Linked DNA regions of Sus scrofa: region 2 is linked to region 1. The links are chromatin contacts, called in public HiChIP or PLAC-seq maps. All regions are on one chromosome and are shown on one strand. Each heading gives the region's core, a stretch centred on a gene start, on an enhancer-like site or on the middle of the called end of the contact. The rest is flanking DNA. Distances are from core to core; before and after follow the strand shown.

Region 1 (5,525 bases), core at 1,873-4,372:
CCCCTCAGCATCTTCCTCTTGCAGAGCCGGAGCCTCCAGTGGAAGGAAAGCAGGCCGCCCCCCGGGAGGAGGAGGAGGCCCCCCAGCCCCGGGGCAAAGCCATCAAAATGGAGCCCAGCCCCCAGGAGCCTGAAGACCGGGAGGACAGTGGGGATGAGGAGCCCTCGGGCCACCTGGCCCCTCCCAGGCCCGAGTTCACGTCTGTCATCCGGGCAGGGGCCCTGAAGCAGGACCTGGTGGGGCCCTGGAGCCTGACGCCTCCTGGAGACCCCCCACCTTCCCTCCTGCACACGGGCTTCCTGCCGCCCGTCATGCGGGGCCTGTGCGCCCCGGGCACCATCCGCTACGGCCCGGCCGAGCTGGGCCTCGTGTACCCGCACCTGCAGAGGCTGGGTCCCGGCCCCGCGCTCCCCGAGGCCTTCTACCCCGCCCTGGGCCTGCCCTATCCCGGGCCGCTGGGCACCAGGGTGCAGCGCAAGGGGGACTGAAGCCTGGAAAAGGCGCCTGCACAGCCGGACCTGCGGGCAGGTGAGGACCCCAAGGGGGCCAGGCTCTCCGCCCCTGTGAATTAAACGCCGGCGGTGCCCCCGCGGCTCCTCTCTCTCTTCCCGACTTCTCTGCACGGGCCCCCGCCCCTCCCCGCTCAGCATCCCCGCCGCAGCAACCACCACGCCGAAGCCGCAGTCAGCGAAGGGTCAGGTTTTAATGTCCCGGTCCTCGGGCCCGGGCTGTCCAGCGCCCCGGCCGTCCCCCGCAGCCTTGCAGCTCACTCCGGTGGCGGCCGTCCCGCCTCATCGGGCCCTTCGGCCGCGGCTGTTCCGTCATCCTCGGGCACGAGTTCCACGTCCAGCTCGAGCTGGCCCATGTAGAGGCCGACGGCACAAGCCCACAGCAGGCCGGCGGCCAGCACGGCGCCCACTCCCGCGGCCGCGCCCCCCAGGGACAGCTGCATGGGTCCCCGCAGCGCCGCCAGGCCCACCACGTAGGAGGCACCGCCCCACACCACGCACAGGCCGCCCAGCAGGAAGAAGCCTGTGGGACAGAGCAGGGTGGGGTCAGGGAGCGGATCCTGGGGACTTAGAAGGGTCAGGGGATGGAGGTGGCCTTAGAAAGGGTATGGGTGCCCTGGAGGGCAGGGGAGGGGGCAGGGAGTGTACAGAGCCAAGGTCCGGATGTGAGAAGGAAGCAGAGGGTGTGTCTAGGACTTGGAGGGGGGTCCAGGATCAGAGGGTGGGGGCGCTGGTCTGAGCAAAGATAAGGGGCAGGACCAGGCCGAGAGTGGGGCTGCCTGAGGGCCAGACCTGCATTTTTGTCCACAAGTCAGGTGGAAAAGGGTGAGCATCCACAGCCCTGCCCTGAGCCACCCCCTCAGGTGGGTCCAGTGCCAATGAGGCAGGGATGGGGTGGGTAGAAGGTGGATGCTCACCAGTGAGGCCGAGGCCACTTTTGGTGGGGGAAGAATGAGGGGTTCTAGCCACAGTTGGGGGGGGTGAGTCTACCCCCATGGAGTGGGGTCTGCATTCCCTAGCTGAGGTGGGGGGGGGAGGCGTCTACACTCTCTGGTGGGAGAGCAGGGGTATGTACTCACCATAAGCAGCTTCACGCCCCATATCACTCTGCATGAAAGAGATGACCCCGATGCCCGATGCCAGGAGGCCATTGCGGAACCAGGAAAGGAAGGCTGCGGGGCGGGGGGGGGGGGGGGGAATGGGAGGAAATCAGCAAGGGCCCACACCCTGCCCCTGCCCCTCCCTGACCAACCAGACAGAGGGGCTCCTCTTCATCCCACCGACCCGACCCCAAATCCCCACCTCTTCCTGACAGCCCCCAATCTAAGAACCCCCAAAACCCTCACTGAGCCCCTCTCCCACCCAACTTGGCAACATCAAAGATTCAAGACAGTCTGCAGAATCTGGAGGGGGATCTAGGACCAAAACTGCAGAACCTAAATCTGGGGACGGGAAGATTCCAAGAGGTCAGCTTGGTCAATGTCTCCCTCACATCCCCATGGCCACCCCCTCACTTCCTTCTCAAACCTTCACACCAACCGTTACCCCTCCCCGCTCCCCCAGGCCTCTCTCCAGCCTCCCCGCTCAGTTTACTAAATCCACGCTGCTATCAGGTGTGCTCTTCCTGGAGGTAATTCACATCCACTCAAGTCCCTGGTGTGGCACTAATCGGGGCTAGTCGGGTTACAGCCATCCCCACCGCTACACCTGTCCACGATCTCTAAAGCCCATCCTCTCCAACCCGGACCCCTCCACCCCCACCCAGCACCCTGCCAAATGAGGCCCCACCCCCTGCAGCCAGGAGCACCATGCCCTCCAATCAGCTCAGAGCTGCTCTTCTATTGGGTGTTCCCTCTTCCAACCCAGAACTTGCCCTCTCTTCTGTGGGGATCCACGCTCCCGCCTTATGCAGAGTGGTCGCCTCTTTAATCCGAACTGGCCTCTCCAACGAGGCCCCCCTCTTGTAGGCAACTCCCTCGCCCCTAGCCCTCTTTGAAAGCCTCCGCCATCCGGACAGGGCCGTTTGATAAGGCTGCCTGTCCTGGCCCGACAAAGCTCTCCAGTCCCTACTGAACCTCATTAACCAGACCCGCGGTCGCATCTGCAAGCCCTTCTATGCGGACAGTCTGCGCTCTTGCAGCCAGCGCTTCCCTGCTCTTACACGGAAGCCGTTCCTCCTCCTGAGCCTCTCCCTGGGCCAGGTTTCCAGCAGGGTCCCACCACCATCCGCTAGCGCGCGCGGGCAGCTCAGCTATTCGGAACCCCTACTCCCATCCGAGGCCGACCCCATCCCCAGACCTGTCTCATGAGCCTTCCGAAGGAGCCAGGCATCTGCGCGATCCAGCTCGGACACCGGGGGCGGCGAAGCCCCAGAGCGGGGGCCGTGGCCAGGGGCAAAGGACCCCCGGGCGCCCCCGCTCCGGGGCCGCGGAGGCGGCAGCAGCGCCCCCCGGAAGCGGAGTCGGGCTAGGCGGGCAGCCCGAGCCCACCACCAGCCACCTCCCATGGTTCGCACTACGGCCGCCGCGCACCGCACCGCCCATGGGCTGCCGGTAGGCTGAAGCTCACGTCACTCGAGCTTAGCGGCCTATCTATTGATTATACGCGTGCCACTCAGGCCCGGTACGCACTGCCCATTGGTCAAAATGGCGCTGATCCCGCCTCTGTCATTGTGCCGGTACTGCGCGGCCCACCTTGTTGTTGGAACTGGACTTCAAATCCCAGCGTTCATTGTGCTTGGGGAAGGCGGGTCTTCTGAAGTCGGAGGCGCGATGTCTGCCGGTACTTGTAGTCTTTGCTAAGTAACTTTAATTCTTGGGGCCAAGAAACCAAAACCAAACAATACTTGTGATGCTTAATGTAGAACCTTTGCAAAATCTCGAAGAGCCCAGAAGAGAAAGTAAAACTCAGCATTAATCCCACCAATGAGTGGTTACTGCTAATATTTTTTTTTTTTTTTTTTTTTTTTTTTTGCCAAGCCCCTGGGCATGCACAACTTCCCAGGGATCCAACCCGGGCCACAGCAATGAGAACGCAGGAGCCTCAACCCACTGAGCCACACCAGGGGATTCTGTCTTTTATCGAAAGAGATGTAAAACGTTTGTTATATGAAAAAAATTAATTTGTCAATCACTAATCAATCATGAACATTGACCTGTAGCACTGAATACTTTGCAACGGCATATTTTTTTTTTCTTTTTAGGGCCGCACCCGGGGCATATGGACGTTCCCAGGCTAGGGATGGAATGGGAGCTGCAGCCGCCGGCCCACGTCACAGCTACAGCCACAGCCACGCGGGATCCCAGCCGCGTCTGGGAACTACACCAGAGCTCACGGCAATGCCGGATCCTTAACCCACTGAGCGAAGCCAGGGCTCGAACCTGCAACCTCATGGTTCCTAGTCTGATTCATTTCCAAAGAGCTACGATAGGAACTCCAGCATATTTTTATCTATTATTTATTATTATTTTGTCTTTGCTAGGGCGGTACCCGTGGCATATGCAGGTTCCCAGGCTAGGGGTCTAATCGAAGCTGTTGCCTACGCCAGAGCCACAGCAACGCCAGATCTGAGTCGCGTCTGTGACCCACATCAGAGCTCACAGCAATGCCTTAACCCACTGAGAGAGGCCAGGGATGAACACGGAACCTCATGGTTCCTAGTCAGATTCATTAACCACTGCGTCACGACGGGAACTCCAGCATAATTTTTTTTTTTAATATTATTTAAGAGTTCCCCTTGTGGCTCATAAGTTAATGAACCCAACTAGTATCTATGAGGACGTGGGTTCGATCCCTGGACTCACTCAATGGGTTAAGGATCTGGCATTGCTGTGAGCCGTGGTGTAGGGTCACAGATGTGGCTAGGATCCTGCATTACTGTGGCTGTGGTGTAGGCCAGCAGCTGCAGCTCTGATTGGACCCCTAGCCTGGGAACCTCCATATGCCACGGGTGTGGCCCTAAAAAGACTATATATACATATATATGTATGTGTATATATATATATATGTATGAATATTTTTTTGAACACAGTACAAGATGCAAAAGTTACAAAGTAAAAAAAAAGTTACAAAATCATCTAATGATAAGTAATACACATCCCATTTCCCAAGCCAATCCCTACCCCCTGTTCCGCGCAGCCTGTTTCAACGGTTCACACTGATGCTTCATAAGAAGGTACCACAATTGATCCCAAGCCCTAGATTGTTTGCGATTTTCCCTGCAATAAATAATTGTAGGAGTTTCCTTTGTGGCTCACAGGTAACAAACTTGCCTAGTATCCATGAGGACACAAGTTGGATCCCTGGCCTTACTCAGTGGTTTAAAGGATCCAGTGTTGCAGTGAGCTGTGGTGTAAGTAGCAGATGAGGCTCAGATCTGGTGTTGCTGTGGCTGTGGTGTAGGCTGGCAGCTATAGTTCCAATTCGACCCCTAGCCTGGGAACTTCCATATGCCTCGAGTGCGGCCCTAAAAAGATTAAAAAAAAAAAAGTTTCCTTTTAGGTTTAAGCCTATGAGTTGAGAGGGACCTGATTTCACTGCCAAACTTCAGGGGCCAGCTTCTGTCTCTGGGTCCACAAATGGCTTTATTTATTTTTGCTTTTTAGGGGTGCATTTTCAGCATATGGAGTTTCCCAGGCTAGGGGTCTAATGTGAGCTACAGTTGCCGGGCTATACCGCAGCCGCAGTAATGCGGAATCCAAGCTGAGTCTGTGACGTACACCACAGCTCACAGCAATGCCAGATCCTTGATCCACTGAGTGAGGCCAGGGATCAAACCTGCAACCTCATGGTTCCTAGTTGGATTTGTTTCCACTGTGCCACAATGGGAACTCCCACACATGGCTTTACATATCCCCTTACTACAGTGTCCTCATGATTTCTGTGCTTATCTGTCCCTGCCATCAGACTGTGAGCGTCCAGGGGACTGCGTCCTTGACTGACAGATCTCCATGTGGCTCCACTCAATCCTGGTAGGGGAATTGGTAAATAATAAGAGCACACACTTACCAATGAGCT
Region 2 (5,471 bases), core at 849-3,348, 61 kb after region 1:
GCCAGGAGAGAAAGCAAGCGAGAAAGAGCGAGCGAGCGAGAGACACCCACCGACCCCGCCCTTCCTCCTCCTCCTCCTCCTCCTCCTCCGTGGCCCGGCCCAACATGGCGGCCTCCCCCCTTCCTCCTCCTCCTCCTCTTCCTCCCCCCGGGGACGCTGCCCCGGCCGGGCCGGGGGCCTGACCTGTCGTCAGGGAGCGGGAGGCGGTGGTGGAGGAGGTGCGGGGTGGCCGGGCAGGCGTCGGGGGAACACGGAGGAGGCGAAGGCGTTGATGGCAGTGGCGGCGATGGCGGCGGCGGCGACTCTGATGGCGGCGGCGGGGGGGTCCCGGGCGCGGCCTCCATAGTTCCTTTGGGGGGGAGGGGATGTTAATGCACGAAAAAGGACTGCTTGGGCGTGGCGGGAGGGGCACACTTCAGCTCGGAGGGCTCCTGACAGGAATGAGTATATATTTTTTCGGTTTCGGAATCACCTCTGCGCCGACCTCCGCGTAGGCCGCGCGGCCTTGGCCTCAGAGGGCCGCTCGCCGCCTGCTTTCTCCGCAGCCCGCCTCTAGGTTCACTCGCTCACGGGCGCGGGGCCCTCATTGGGGCGAGAGGGCCCCCCCCACACACACACCCCCTCGCGGGCCCGGGGGAGGGTCGGAGACCCGGAGGACACGGACACTGGTGGGTGGTTCGGTGTAATTAGCGCGGGCCGCGCGCGATGGAGCAAGCGAGGGGGAAGGGGAGAAGAGGAGAGCGAGCAAAGGGGATTTAAAAAAAAAAAAAAAAAAAAAAAGGATTTTAGGGGAAGGAGACGGGCCGCGGAGACGGGCCGACTGTCTGTCTGCCCGCCCGCCCTAGGTGCCCCAGCTGCCCGGCCTCCGCCGCAGTCAGAAATTCACACAAAATGGCGGCTCGGCCCGGATAAGCCCAGAGGCTGAGGCGGGAGGAAGGGCGAGGTGGGAGGGGGAGCAGGGAGGCTGTGTCACGTGGAGCTGAGACACGAAGGGCGGCGGAAAAGGCCGAAGGTGTCGATGTGGGTGGAGCTAGAGAAAGAATGGGAAGGCCCGGGGAGCCGGAAATAGCCGAGGCGAGTCGGGACTGGCGGGGGTGGGCAGAAACGAGGAACCGAGGTGATCCGGAAAGAACCGAAGGCGGTGCCAAGGGTGGGTGACAGGAGGCGGAAACAGCCGAGTGAGGCCGGGCGGCGGTAATAGCATTTAGACAGAAAGAACTGAAGTGTGTGGCGGATGAGGCGATTAATAGAGTAAGAGAGTTTGAGGAATTCGCCTGAGAGCAGGCGGGCAACAGAGAATTGCCAGCCTGAGAGACAGCGGGAAGAGTCGAAAGGTTTAGGCAGAAGAATGGGAGAGAAGGAATTCGAGCTACGGAGAAAAAAAAAAATAACCGAAAGCTGGTGGCCGGGTGCCTGGAGTTGTAGGTTTCCGGAGGATGAAGCCGAAAGGGCCCGGAGATGACGTCATTAGAGACCTCGGTCGTGGATGTTATCCTTGGGCAGTGTGAGAGGGCGGGCCTTGGTAGTGCTTTGGCAGAGTTTAAGAACCTAGAACGTAGTAGGTGGAAGACTCTTAAATGCTGGATTTGGGAGCACTGACAGGGTTCGACAGTATAAAAGGATAAATCGTTTAACCCTCACAACTGTACTAAGGAAGCTACTATTATGTCCATTTAATAGGTATCCTGAAGCTCAGTGTCTTAAGTTTTTGGCTCGAGGTTGTAAGATTACGCGCAAGAGCCCAGAAAGATTTTTAATCAGAGCTGGCATTTCATTGCCTCCTGCAAAAATTTGTTCAGTCCTATTTTCAAGAGAGGATCTTGGTTGGATACTTTATGAGCTTCTACATGGCTAAGTGCAATGATGGGCGATGGAAACATAGTGTCTTTATGTATATAAAAATCGATAATGCCCCAGGGGAAAGAAACTGAAAGTTAAAGAGTAACTGAAGGGTTCTTAATATTTTGGGGGGCAGGGTTGTTTAAGCTGACACGGAAGAAGAAGAAATAGCTCCAGGCAGAGGAAATACCTTATTTCAGGCCCTGACAAGGCAAGGATCACTTAGATGCCAGGAACCGAGAAAATTCTTGTAGCATGAGAGCGATGTGGAGACAGAGGCGCCAGATCACATGCTATATTAATCCTACTATAAAATTTAGAAATAAACTCTGCCAGGGTAATTTACAACCTCCTTCAGGGAAGAAATTAGCATTCCTGATAAAGTAAAATGATTAACCTATTTTCTTTTTGTCTTTTTAGGGCTGCATCTACTGCATTTGGAAGTTCCTGGGCAAGACATTGAATCAGAGCTGCAGCTGCTGGCCTACACCACAGCCACTGCAACTTCAGATCCGTTCTGTGTCTGTGACCTACACCACATCTCAAGGCAATGCTGGATCCTTAACCCACTGAGGGAGGTCAGGGATTGAACCGGAGTCATCATGAATACTAGTTTGGTTCCTTACTGCTGAGCCACAATGGGAACTGCCCCTTTTCCCTATAAAACCAGGCTCTCTTCCGTTGCTCTTTGGACTTGCCTCTGGTTCCTCTTAAGTTGTAAATCCTGAATTGCAACTGATTTGTCTCTGGATAAACCCATTTTGGAGATGAAATAACTGGCTTTTTTATTGGTTTGGGTTCAGTATTATACAACTTGATAAGAGAATATACTATGTAATCACCTAAATGATGAAATGGAGAATGATAAGCCAACCCAGAGGCCCCTCCTAGCCCCATCTAGTCACAGCCTCCCCCAAGGTAATGGACCTTCTGATTCCTAACCTCATAAATTAATTTTGCCTTCATGTCCTCATCTAAATAGAATCTACAAGACATACTCTTTGGTATCTGGCTTCTTTCACTTAACATTTAATTGGTGGCATGTGGTTGAAGTTCATTTGTTCTCATTTCTGTGTAGTATCGAAACTGACAGCACTTAGGACTTGAACCTAGCCTGAACCCAGGCCTCTGTCCACCATTGCTGAACAGAAACGCAGAGACAGAGTTTGGGTGAAGGAGAAAAAGATAGCTTTATTGCTTTGCCAGGCAGAGGGGGCCACAGCAGACTACTGCCTTAAAGACTGTGCCCTTACAGATAAGAATCAGGGTAGAGGCAAGCTTGTATTGTCTTTCAAAGCTGATGTTTAGGAGTTCCCATCGTGGCTCAGTGGAAACGAATCTGAGTAGCATCTATGAGGACGCAAGTTAGATCCTTGGCCTTGATCCGTGATTTTAAGTATCCCATGTTGCTGTGAGCTGTGGTGTAGGTTGCAGCGGCCACTCAGATCTCATGTTGCTCTTGGCTATGGCGTAGGCTAGTGGCTGCAGCTCTGACTCAATCCCTAGCCTGAGAACCTCCATATGCCATGGGTGGGGCCCTAAAACAAACAAACAAACAAACAAAAAGATGTTTAGTGGCCCCAGGACTGGTGCTGGTGGTCCCCCTTCATTCCCAGAATGAAAAATCCTTCTTCGAGTAATTCTTCCATTTCTTGAGAGTTTTAGTTCTACGGAAAGGCTCAAAGATATTGTTATGTATTATGTATATTCCTTAAGGAGGAACCAGGACCCTGCCCCAAGGCTCCACTGCTCCTCCCTGGTCTCTGCATCCCCTCCCTCCCCTGATTAGCCACTGCCCTTTGGAACTCAGGGAAGGTCATGGAGGCTGAGGCGTATTCCCTAAAAACAGAAAGGCTTGTGTGCCTAGGGGCCCCACAGGGCAGGAGCTCTGTTACAGTTACTGTAAGTTTATTTTGTCTGTTCCTCTGTTTCTATTTTGTAATTAAGTTCATTTGTATCACTTTTTTTAGGGGGCCACACCCACGACACAGGGAAGTTCCCAGCTAGGGGTCAAATTTCAAATCGGATCTGCTCCTACATCACAGCCACAGCAGTGCCAAATCCAAGCGTCATCTGCAGCCTACTCCACCGCTTGCACCAACACCAGATCCTTAACCCGTGGGCCAAGGCCAGGGATCAAACCCACATGCTCATGGATACAAGTCAGGTTCTTAAACCATAACAAGAACTATATTTTTAAAAAACTTTTTATGAAAGTATAGCTGGTTTACAATGTTACTTCAATTTCTGTTGTACAGCAAAGTAACTCAGCCACACGTACAAATACACTTTTTTTAATACTGTCTTTTTTTTTTTAATACTATACGTTTTTTATACTATCATGTTCTAACCCAAGAGACTGGACACAGTTCCCTGTGCTGTACAGCCTTGTATCATTTTTTTAGATTCCACGTATAAATGGTCTCTCTCTGACTTACCTCACTTAGTAAGATCATCTTTAGGTCCATGCACATTGCTGCAAATGGTTTATTTCATTCTTTTTATGGCTGAGTAACAGTTCATTGTATATAGGATCACATCCTTTTTTTTTTTTTTTTTGTCTTTTTGCTATTTCTTTGGTGTGTAGTTTTGTTTTGTTTTAGGGCCGTACCCATGGCATATGGAGGTTCCCAGGCTAGGGGTCCAATCGGAGCTGTAGCCACCAGCCTACGCCACAGCCACAGCAACGGGGGATCCGAGCCTCGCCTGCAACCGACACCACAGCTCACGGCACACCGGATCATTAACACACTGAGCAAGGGCGGGGACTGAATGCGCAACCTCATGGTTCCTAGTCGGATTTGTTAACCACTACGGGAACTCCAGTACCACATCTTCTTTATCCATTCATCTGTTGATGAACATTCAGGTTGCTTCCATGCCTTGGCTATTAAAAGTGGTAATCTTGGGAGTTCCCGTCCTGGCGCAGTGGTGCAGTGGTTAATGAATCCGACTAGGAACCATGAGGTTGATCCCTGCCCTTGCTCAGTAGGTTAACGATCTGGCGTTGCCGTGAGCTGTGGTGTAGGTTGCAGACGTGGCTCAGATCCCGCGTTGCTGTGGCTCTGGCGTAGGCTGGTGGCTACAGCTCCGATTAGACCCCTAGCCTGGGAACCTCCATATGCCATGGGAGTGGCCCAAAGAAATAGCAAAAAGACAAAAAATAATAATAATAATAATAATAATGTGGTCCTCATTTAAAAAAAAAAAAGTGGTAATCTTTTTTCAGGGGGGACACCCATGGCATATGGAAGTTCCCAGGCTAGGGGTCGACCCGAGCTGCAGCTGTGACCTACACCACAGCTCATGGCAATGCAGGATCCTTAACCCACTGAGTGAGGCCAGGGATCAAACCCACGTCCTCATGGATACTAGTCACGGGTAGTCCCTATTGTTATTAATTTGAGTAGTCCTTTGCAGAGAAGACACATTGCAGAGTGTGGGCCAATACCAGCAGCTGGCTCCAACCTCTGGAAACCCTGGGGAAGAAAGGAGACCACTGGTCAAAGAGAGACATTGTGCTGGATCCTACTGACTGCCAACCCCATCTCTATTTCTACCTTCTTTCTTGCTAATGCAACCTTGGATTTATTTAGGAGACAGGAGGTAAAGAAGTCCAGTTTAGGAGATGG

What was found. HiChIP or PLAC-seq counts read pairs in DNA pulled down with a chosen protein or histone mark.
Region 2: a contact with region 1 is called in an H3K27ac HiChIP or PLAC-seq map of skeletal muscle. The contact joins the promoter of ZC3H4 here to the promoter of TMEM160 in region 1. A contact is called at or near these places in 6 of 47 Hi-C or Micro-C datasets (embryonic fibroblasts, heart right ventricle, liver and 2 more) and 2 of 2 datasets of contacts at active chromatin or transcription factors (alveolar macrophages and skeletal muscle).

What each region holds. Positions count from the first base shown.
Region 1 is chr6:52,874,139-52,879,663 of Sscrofa11.1, forward strand. TMEM160 (transmembrane protein 160) reads right to left here and starts at 3,123. Exons shown (of 3, transcript XM_003127241.5): 1 at 2,808-3,123; 2 at 1,589-1,681; 3 at 685-1,032. The coding sequence starts at 3,015. The coding sequence ends at 767. It overlaps NPAS1 (neuronal PAS domain-containing protein 1), which reads left to right. Exons shown (of 11, transcript XM_021094623.1): 11 at 25-603. The coding sequence ends at 488.
Region 2 is chr6:52,936,617-52,942,087 of Sscrofa11.1, forward strand. It overlaps ZC3H4 (zinc finger CCCH domain-containing protein 4), which reads right to left and starts at 2,099. Exons shown (of 16, transcript XM_005664626.3): 1 at 1,393-2,099; 2 at 184-349. The coding sequence starts at 1,468.